Linked DNA regions of Mus musculus: regions 2 and 3 are each linked to region 1. A link is a contact called in public promoter capture Hi-C data. All regions are on one chromosome and are shown on one strand. Each heading gives the region's core, a stretch centred on a gene start, on an enhancer-like site or on the middle of the called end of the contact. The rest is flanking DNA. Distances are from core to core; before and after follow the strand shown.

Evidence for each region. Promoter capture Hi-C pulls out the DNA fragments that hold promoters and counts their contacts.
Region 2: a contact with region 1 is called in a promoter capture Hi-C map of liver, with 6 times the contacts expected there. The contact joins the promoter of Mgat3 here to the promoter of Elfn2 in region 1. A contact is called at or near these places in 1 of 39 promoter capture datasets (liver) and 1 of 115 datasets of contacts at active chromatin or transcription factors (pancreatic cancer cells).
Region 3: a contact with region 1 is called in a promoter capture Hi-C map of liver, with 3 times the contacts expected there. The contact joins the promoter of D730005E14Rik here to the promoter of Elfn2 in region 1. A contact is called at or near these places in 2 of 39 promoter capture datasets (both in liver).

What each region holds. Positions count from the first base shown.
Region 1 is chr15:78,717,126-78,720,388 of GRCm38.p6, forward strand. It overlaps Elfn2 (leucine rich repeat and fibronectin type III, extracellular 2), which reads right to left and starts at 1,646. Exons shown (of 2, transcript NM_001358692.1): 1 at 1,279-1,646.
Region 2 is chr15:80,171,933-80,175,195 of GRCm38.p6, forward strand. It overlaps Mgat3 (mannoside acetylglucosaminyltransferase 3), which reads left to right and starts at 1,789. Exons shown (of 2, transcript NM_010795.4): 1 at 1,789-1,906.
Region 3 is chr15:79,891,350-79,894,612 of GRCm38.p6, forward strand. It overlaps D730005E14Rik (RIKEN cDNA D730005E14 gene), which reads right to left and starts at 1,789. Exons shown (of 1, transcript NR_030675.1): 1 at 1-1,789. It overlaps Apobec3 (apolipoprotein B mRNA editing enzyme, catalytic polypeptide 3), which reads left to right and starts at 1,059. Exons shown (of 8, transcript NM_030255.3): 1 at 1,059-1,220. The coding sequence starts at 1,168.

The sequences.
Region 1 (3,263 bases), core at 396-2,895:
CAGCTTCTCCTCCCACAGCCTGGCCTGCTGACAGTGACATCCGCAGCCGGACACAGGAGCACGCGCGCACACACATGCACGCGCACTCAGCACACACAGGCGCACACACACACCCCAGTTCAACACCTGTATCTCTCAACAAGGAGCCAGCTGCAGGGTAAGAAGAGTCCAGAGCCCTGGGAAGTACCCTTAAGTACCACATGTATCCAGATCTGGCTGAGATTCTGAGCAGTGTCCCCGGCTCATTCTCCTTGGTCATGCCTGACACACCGAGGCCTGGCAGCCTCTATCCTCCTCCACACAATCTCCCCAAGTACGCAGATTCAGAGAGAGAGAGAGAGAGAGAGAGAGGGAGAGAGAGAGAGAGAGAGAGAGAGAGAGAGAGAGACGCACACAGGCACATACAGACACACAGACACATACAAGCTCTCTCCCCTCCAAATATTCCAAGGAAGCCCTGCTGAGCCACAGATTGTGTGTGTGTCTGTGTGGCAATGGGGGTCTATCCTGAGTCAATACACATCCTTTCCACATGCATATACCACCCCACCAGCCAACACACCCACCCTCTACCCCCTCCTAGCCAGTAGCAGTACACACACACACACACACACACACACACACCACTAGGCAATGGTGGGGCTCAGTCAGAGCTGCAGTCTGTCCGTTTATGCTGGTGCTTCTGTCCCACACCAGCCCTGCCGAGGGGAAAAAAATCCAAGTCCTTGCAAGGGTCCCAGCATACCCTAACTCTGGTCCCCCTACTACATTCACAGTGCCCCTGAGAGATAGGGGGCAAGTCGAAAGCCGGTCCCTTCCCCCTGGGCTAGAGATCTAGCCACCCTGTGAAGCCCCCCTTACCAGTGAGATGAATTCCTTGACCCGCCACGACTCAGTGAAAAGCGGGCCGGAGCTCTGGTTCGCCAAAATGGGGGCCAGAGAGGTGCGGCGTGGTACTGGCTAGCAAAACCCTGCTCAAGCTTCTGCATCACCACCGCGAAAATGTTCACCTCGACGCTCGTCCTCCCTGCCCTCCCACCACGCCTCCGCCCAGCCTCTCCCCCACCACCTTGCGCAGGGTGGTCCCTTGGGGGTCTTATGGGGGATCCCCAGACCAAGAAGAACCAAGAAGAGTGGCTCTCCCTGCCTCATCCTCCCCTCCCAGGTCCCTTTCCAAGCCCCACCCCCGCTGGCGGCCAGGGAGCCCTCAGCTCAGCCTGGATTCCCGGGGTCCCCGCCAGCCGCCTGCAGCACTCGGATCCGGAGGAATCCACTCACCTCCAGTCCTGACTGGGATCCGAGCGGGATGCCACCACCTCCCGGCAGCGGCTGCTGCGGGGCCTGCGCCGGAGAGCGAGCGTGAGCGCGGGTGCGAGTGTGCGCGGCGGCCGGCCGTGGCTCTGTGCGTGTCGTGTGTCTGTGGCGTGGCCCGGGCGTGTGTGTCTGTGAGCGTGCGTGTGCGCGCAGACACTGCCACCCCCGCCTCCCGCCGCGTAGGGCTGCTGCCCGCAGAGGGCCCGGGTGCTGGGCGGAGGACCTCAGGGGCTGGCGATCACTGCGTCTGTCGGTCCGTCCGGCTCTGTAGCCAGATCCCTTCACAGGCCTCTCTCCGCTGCAGACCCTCCCGCCCCTCCGCCGTCTGCTTCCACGGCCACAAGCGCGCTCCCAGACACACGCCACGGGGCGGGGGCCGCGCTGGGCTCTGGCGCTACTGCAGCTGCAGCGCCCTGTGAGGTGGCTGCACCGCGGACCGCCAAGCCCCGGGCACCCGCCGAGCGCGCCCCCCGGCCCCGCCCCACCTCGGCCACCTCTCTCCGGGCTATGTCTCAGTTCACCCCACCACCGCCTCCTCCAGCTCATTCAACAGCTGGAGGCAAAGTTGCCCCGGGTGCAGCGCCCTGCTCGAGGACAATCTCATCCCCAACCCCGCTTCCCCCCTTCCCATGCCCGAGCACCCCTTTCCGCCTGCGCCCTGACCCGGTGTTCCGCGTGTAACCACTGGAGAGCACTGCGGTGGAGCTGCTGCGTTCCCATTTTGCAGGCGGGACAGCTGAGGCGGGTGAGCAGAGTGCTTGCCCAAAGTTTATACAGCGAGTCCGAGTCCGTGGAGTCTCCCAATTCTCCCTGCCTCCAAACCAAGGCATTTGGCTACCCCTCGCTGCCTTACCCCATCCCCGGGAGCATATTGGGCTCTGTGGCCACAAAGAGAAACTTCCTAAGGCCTTCCTGGCCACAGCTTAAGCTCCGCTTCAAACACAGACACCACCACCATCACCACCACCACCACCACCTGCAAGGGAGTCTCCCTGCAAGGCAGCGGTAGTTGAGGCTCTGCACCCGAAGCTGGGCACACAAGCAGCTGGTGGGAGTCTGGGCTGATGTCAGGAGTCTCCTCCAGCCGTTGTGACCCGCCAACCCAGACAGTTGAGCTCTGCCGCCGCCAGACTTTGTGCTTCGCAATCACTTTTCCGGGCCGCATTCACCAGAGCCTGTCCTCAGGTGGTGCACAGCGACTCAGCCCGGCTGCTGGAACTCCTAACAGGCCTGGGCTGAGTCTGGACAGATGAATGGGAGCTGATGGGTAGGAGTTGCTCAGCTGAAGGAAGTGGAGAAGGGTATCCCAGACTGCGGGAACGACATGTGCAAAGTCACAGAGGCGGAAAGCATCCTGGTGTACTTAGTACAGAGGGACCCGTGGAGTTGGGTAGCACTAGAGCAGAAAGAAATGCTGTACAAAATCGCCTCGCTCTTGTCATCCGAGGACAGGAAAGTAGCCCAGGATAGGACCAGAAGGGTAGATAAGCGCTGAGACCCAGGCCACCTGTTATGTCACAATTTAGAGAGACTGTGGGGTGTCTCACCTCTAAGCCTCCCGACCTGTACCTTTTTGAGTGGCAGGCGCATTTCTTCCTACCCATCCTTCAGATCTTCTTTGCAGACCCAATGAAACCTTATGCTGCCTCTGTCTACTAACCTAATCCCCTTCCCCGAAGAGGGACCATAAGAACTCAGGGTTCCCTAACCGAGGCTAGGCACCGAGGTGGGTCCAGCTCCAGTAGCACACACCCCACCCCCGCCCCTACCATCCCCCACCCCACCATCTCCCGATCCCACCTCCGCCAAGCTCGCTTCTGTTGAAGAGACGGCTGCCCCTGCGCCCTCTAGCGGATCAAATGCGCGACTGCAGAAAACTCCCTGTGGCTCGCGTGTGCTGAGGTGGGCGCTGGCAGAGGCCTACTAAATCCAGCCCTGGTCCAAGACAT
Region 2 (3,263 bases), core at 539-3,038, 1.5 Mb after region 1:
CTGTACTCACCACACTGTCCCAAAAGACCAGGAAAGAAACCCCAAGACACGGAGGCGGACTTTGGTATGACCCTAACCGAGACAGCTCCTCCTCCTTCCCAGAGGCCTCCCAAGAAGCTTGGGAATTTGGAAAAGGAAGGAAAACAAAGATCCAAGGGTGAGTGGGGGGTCGGGGTGGGGAGAGAGAGCAAGCAGCAGGTCTCCAGAACCTTCCAGATGTGTCCAACTCTGTGCAGGGCAAGGCCAGGCCATCTCTTTTCCTCCACACAACTGCAGGGGGTGGTACTTCTCATTGCCTCCTAATGCAGAAGGCTCAGGGCAGGCAAATGGGAGTGTTTTGCATTATACTGAAATCAAAGGCCATGCAAGTTGTGTGTGGAATATAACCTATGGTAACTGGCTGGCATATGGGAGGGTCTGGGTTTCATTCCCAGCGCCACAATAAGTAAATACATTCAGACAAATTGATAACCTTGAGAGGGAGACAAGTTATAGAGGTGGTGTACTGGTTTTTAGGTCACAACAGAATGCCTCAAATCAAGAAAAAGTGTCAGGGCTGGAGAAATGGCTCAGTGGTTAAGAGCACCCTTCCAGAGAATCTGAGATCAAGTCCCAGCACCCATGTCAGGTGCTTCTGACTGCAATCCAGCAGGGCTCTGGGGATATTTAGATCATTTAGAGCCGGGTGTTGGTGGTGCACGCCTTTAATCCCAGCACTCAGGAGGCAGAGGCAGGCAGATCTCTGTGAGTTCAAGGCCAGCCTGGTCTACAGAGTTGAGTTCCAGGACAGCCAGGGCTACACAAGAGAATCCCTGTCTTGAAAAAACAAAATAAATAAATCTATCATAGGTGACCTGAGTGCTAGAGATGCCCATTATAAGCAGCATCCTGGGGGTGGGGGGTGGGGAAGAAGAATGGAGAAACCTCCAAGTCTGGGGTTGAATCCCAGATCCAGCACATTCTGTCACCCTCTGCGCCTCATGGGTGGCTTTGTGCATTGATGAAGAGGGTGGAGGCAGAAGGATGTACAGAGGCCAACACATCCGAGCAAGACACAAACTAGCACGGACACTGTGTCGACCCAGTACCCAGTGTTTTAGACGCTTTCCTGTACCAGGCCTCTGCATAGGGCTACAGTGATGTACACACCGGTCAGGACTTTGTCACACCACCACACAGGAGGCCTGTGCCCCCAGCCACAGTATGCCCACAATCACGCCACAGTACGGATCTATCTACACACCCCATGCACATAAGGGCCAATCTATCACACGCTGCAGAACACAGACACACAGATCCACTCACACGCAGAGCCCGACAAGCACTTTGGCCAGCTCCGCCTCACACAGCACACACACCCGCACAGGACGCCCGGGCAGTGGGCCGGCGCACGCACGGTCACAGGCAGGGCACGCGCACACTCGCGCGTCCGATTGCTGCGCACACACACACACACAGAAACACACACATACACACGAAAGAGGCGCGGGGCGGTGGCGGGAGCTCGCGGTCCAGGCGCCCCTGGCCCGGAGCGCGCAAAGCCCGGCTGGCGGGGGAGGGGACGCGGCCGCGCGGGGGCGGGGCGGGGGCCGGCGGGAGCGGGCACCTCCAGCGCAGCGCTCGGCCTCGCCGCCGCGCCCCCGCTACCGCCCCGGGGTGCAGTCAAGCGGCCGCGCCGGGCCCGCGGGACGGGGTGGAGGTGGGGTGGGGGGCGGGGATCGGGCCGGGCCCGGGCCGCGCTGCCTGCGATGCCGGGCGCCCGCCGCAGCCGCCGCCGCCGGAGCCCGGGATGGGGCGAGGAGAGGCTGCGGCGGACGCCAGCATCTCCCCGCCGGGGACCCCGGGGGCCCCGGAGCCGCCGCCGCCGCTGCTTCTACCGCCGCTGCTGAGACCCAGCGGACGATGGGTGAGTTGACCCTGGAGCCGGGGACCCGCGCCGCAGCCCTGCATCTTCCCCGCACCCCAGGCCTCGCCTCCGCGTCCTCCCCACTCCCGTCTCCCCCCGTGGTGGTCCCGCAGCCCCGGGGGCGGGGGCATGGGGCCGAGTAGGGGCGAGATGTGGGGGACTGCTTAACCGGCGCCCCCTGCCCCCACCCGCCTGCTCTCCGCAGCTCTCCGTGGCCGCGGGGCAGAGCCTGGCGCGGCGACCCCCTCCCTTGGCTGGACCGGGGTGGGGTGGGGGCGTCCCGAGGCGCGGAGCTCCAGCCATGCTTTGTGCGCTGCGCTCCCTTCCACCTCCGGCGCAGCTCGGGGCTGGGGGCGCGAGGCCTCAGCTCTTGCCTTCCCCACCCCCGATCCCGGGCTGCTGCGGCTGCTGGCCGAGGCCCAGGCGCGGTTGGGGTGCTGGGCGAGTGTGGGGGCTGTGGCTGGAGCTGTAACTACAGCTGCCTTAGTGGGGAGCAGGGAAAAGCTTAGCATGAGAGGCCCCCACCTTCTACTGGGGAGGGGTCTCCCTCTCTTTGCACTGCACTGCCCAGGGCGGAGGAGGGCTCCTGGCTGGGGGAGGGCGCTATAAATATCTACAAATAGTTCTAGAACCGGGCTGGGGTGGGGAGGGGAGCTTGCTTGGTTGTGCTAGTGGCGGGGGTGCCTGAGCTGGGGCGCAGCATCTCTGACTGCTGCGCCCCAGTCATCTCCGATGGCCTGAGGTCTGATGATGTTCCCTCGCCTGCGGAACTCAGAAGGGGGATGTAGGCAGGAACATTTTCCCTACTGGGATTTTTCTGTGGTCCTCCATCATCTCTGGGACACGGGTGCAGAAATGCCTTCATGGGGGATTGACCTGGAGGGACACAGTTATTAAAGGTCCAGGCAATGAGCCAACCGTGAGGATGACAGGGAGAGCAAGACAAGGCTCTCTCCTTCTGGGAGCTGGCAACTCCAGGATTATTAGTGCTGCCCAACGCTAAGGAGATAGGCAGGGTTTCTGGGAAAGTTAGAAAGAGGGGCTCTTTGCTCTAGGGAGGAAGAACCTACTGGAAGACGGAAAAGTTCCCAGGGCTGAAGAAATAGTAAGAGAAAGGACCGAGAGATGTGCTCTCTGGTGTGTTGAGAGATGGTGTGTAGCATGGTGGGACACTGAACCACGAGGAGAAATGAGCTGAAGAGTGGGTATCCATGTGTGGCCAGCTGTGGTTGTATAGTGATTAGTACTGTATGTTATGGTTGCAACAACCATGGTTCGAATCTGAGTCCCAACACCAGTGATAGGACAAATGCCGTGAGAGGTGAGGTGGGGGTACTTTTGGCAGGTGGTGCCAAGG
Region 3 (3,263 bases), core at 539-3,038, 1.2 Mb after region 1:
TTGGCTGCAGGGCTGGTATTATTAGCACTATGTCCTCCTTTGGATCTGAGTTTGGTGCATTTTCTGGATCTACTTTTGTTATATTTTCTTTTTATATGTGTCTACTTCCGACTGAAGTATTATTTCCCATTAGTGCTGTTATATTGTGTCCATTTGTTTTCCAAGACAGTAGAAAACTACACACACTCCCTCCCCCACCAAGTTCAACAAGTTTGGCTTTGTAAAGAAATAAGGATAGCCTTCCACCAGATGGGGGCGCTGTGACACGCTCGCCCTACAGGAACTGGCTACTGTGCCCAGAGCCTCTGTGGAGAGCACCGTGTATACCTGCACACGTGTATCCCAAACCACTGGAAGATTACTTGACTCCGTGTGCATTCACTCCTCCAAAGAACGCTAGCTGAACCTCAATAACCAGAAGCGTGCACTTGCTACATTTGACTGGTCCACGCTACTGCCCTCGAGAGACACAGGTCTGTGAGAACAGTAAACTCATTTCGGTCTCCCTCATCTGCAGGGAAACAAGCTTGGATGACGGGCTCTGATACCAGCTCGGCCACCTGCTGCTGGCTGATTCGGAGCCATCAATGATCCATTTTTGTGCTCCCCGTTGATCTCAGTCTAGCTCCACACCTGGGGCAGTTGGGAAATTAGAGGTGAAGGGTGCCAAAATCCAAGCCACAATTAGAAATGCGAAGCCAGGCTGTCCCCTCCCCTCCTAAGCCGAAGGGAGAAAATGTAAGGGTCCCCACTCCTTAACACCTACAGAGTCAAACCCTTGGTTCAACTGGCAGCTTTGGCTGCAAGCTCGGCACAGGATGGTCTAGGCAGGTTGGATGGAGACGCCTGGGGCCACCCTTGGGGCGTCTGTCCTACCCTCACCGCGGTCGGCATCAGCTTCTCTCTACCATCAGTTAGTTTCCCTTTCTCTTTGCGATCCCCGCGGGCCGCTGTACAGAGGAGCAGGTCTCTGCCAAGCCAAGGGACAAAGAGGTGGGCAGGAGCCTTCTGGGCTTGATCGCCTAGAGCCCTCCCATTCCGGGAGCTGATGCAGGAAGAAGGTGGGGCCTGCATTCACTTGGCCCGGGAGGTCAGTTTCACTTCTGGGGGTCTTCCATAGCCTGCTCACAGAAAATGCAACCCCAGCGCCTGGGGCCCAGAGCTGGGATGGGACCATTCTGTCTGGGATGCAGCCATCGCAAATGCTATTCACCGATCAGGTACCGCTGGCCCCGCTCCTCCAAAATTTTCACTGCAGTCTCTTCCTGGTGGCCCCCATTTTGCTGTATACCGAGCCTCTCCTCTAGGTCCCCAGCTCCCGATTCCTCTCTCACATTCTCCAGGATACTCCGTAGCTCCCACTCCCCTCGAGGGTCCTTGTTCTGAGCCGCTTCGGTTACCTTATAGCTGCTTCTAAACTGGCCACCCTGTACCCCTCTCCACGTCACCCATATTTCTTCCTGTTGAGACTTCTCAGTCTGGGGTTACTCGCCTTTGGGTCTTCATGCTGATCCAGGGCTAGGCTGGTCTGGGCTTCAAATTTTAAAGAGAAATCCATGGAAGCAGACTTTGGACGACCATGTATGGAGAACTTTCGATAGATGTCCTAGAATATCCGTGCTGTTTTAACCCAACCTCAGGGGATACTGGGAGAAGAGGGGACCACTCTCTAAGGCAATGTGAACCACCTTTCCAGAAGTAGCCACTCTGAGCTGGGAAAGGGAAAGGGTAAAGAGAAATTCCCCTAACACACCCATTGCCTGGATGCTTGTGGAGACTTCTCGGAACCACACCAGTCAGCTAAGAGAAAAAGAGAAATAATAGGGGGCGGGGTTGGCACTGGAGAGAGATGGCTCAGCAGTTAAGAACCTTTGTCACCTTCCACAGAGGACCAACTGCTACCAGCAAACACATGGTATGGCTCACAACCACCTATAACTACAGCTTCTGGGAATCCAAGGCCTTCTCCTGACCCCCAGACATGCACATATTAATTCAGAACACATACACATATGTATACATGCCCAATGGCAAGAGATGTGAGTGGCCGGGTGTGGTGGCGCACGCCTTTAATCCCAGCACTCGGGAGGCAGAGGCAGTCGGATTTCTGAGTTCAAGGCCAGCCTACAAAGTGAGTTCCAGGACAGCCAGGACTACACAGAGAAACCCTGTCTCGAAAAAAACAAAAGAAAAAAAAAAAGAAAGAGAGAGATGTGAGTGTATTTTAAACCTACATATAAGAAGAAAGTTATACTGCCTACTCCCTTGGGTGACATTCTGATTTTTGTCCCTTCTCCTGGTGCCTGTGATGTCGGTGGAGGCCACTGTCCCGTGGGCAGCCCAGCTGCAAGTGGTGCGTGCATGCGTGGGTGTGGTGGAAATGCAGGCTTTAACTTCAAAGCTAATACTTTTACCCGCTGAACCATCTCCCTGGCCCGTCTTTCGAACCAATTCACCTCACCCTGAGCAACTTTGTCCTGTCCAGTGATGGATAGACCTGTATAGAGAGAGGCGACAGTCATATCACAGAATAGCATGTCTTCAGTCTTCAACAGAAAGCCCCTGGCCAGCTGTCTGTCTCCAGGATTAGGGCTCCTGAAGCCAGTTATCAGCAATTATCTGTTAATAGCCTTGTCCCCTGGGTGTGGCCTTGTAACCAGTCCCAGATGTCACCTCTCCTTCCAGAGTCAGAGATAAGCCTCCGATCCCATTCTTCTGACCAAGGCTTGATAGACGTCTGATTTTTCCAGCTCTTTTCTACAGGCTGCTGGCTATGAGGGAAAGGGTCCAGCCTGGGGTCCTCCCAGGCCACTAATACCTAGCCAGCTTTGAGGGAAGGGATCCAGACTCTGTCTCCTGATTTTTTTTTTTTTTTTTAAGATTTATTTATTGTAAGTACACTGTAGCTGTCCTCAGACACTCCAGAAGAGGGAGTCAGATCTCGTTACGGATGGTTATGAGCCACCATGTGGTTGCTGGGACTTGAACTCCTGACCTTCAGAAGAGCAGTCAGGTGCTCCTACCCACTGAGCCATCTCACCAGCCCCCTGTCTCCTGATTTTTGGTTGTTATTATATTGTGGAATTTTATTGTGATGGTGGTGGTAGTTTGGCTGTGTTGTTGTTGTTGCTGTTCTTTACATTCTTGTCTCCCTCTCCCACCCTCCCCCACCCCAGCCCCGACAGGATTTTACTATGAAGCCCTGGCTAGCCTGGCACTCACTATATAGTTCAAGTAGGACTCGACCTTGGCATAATCTTCTT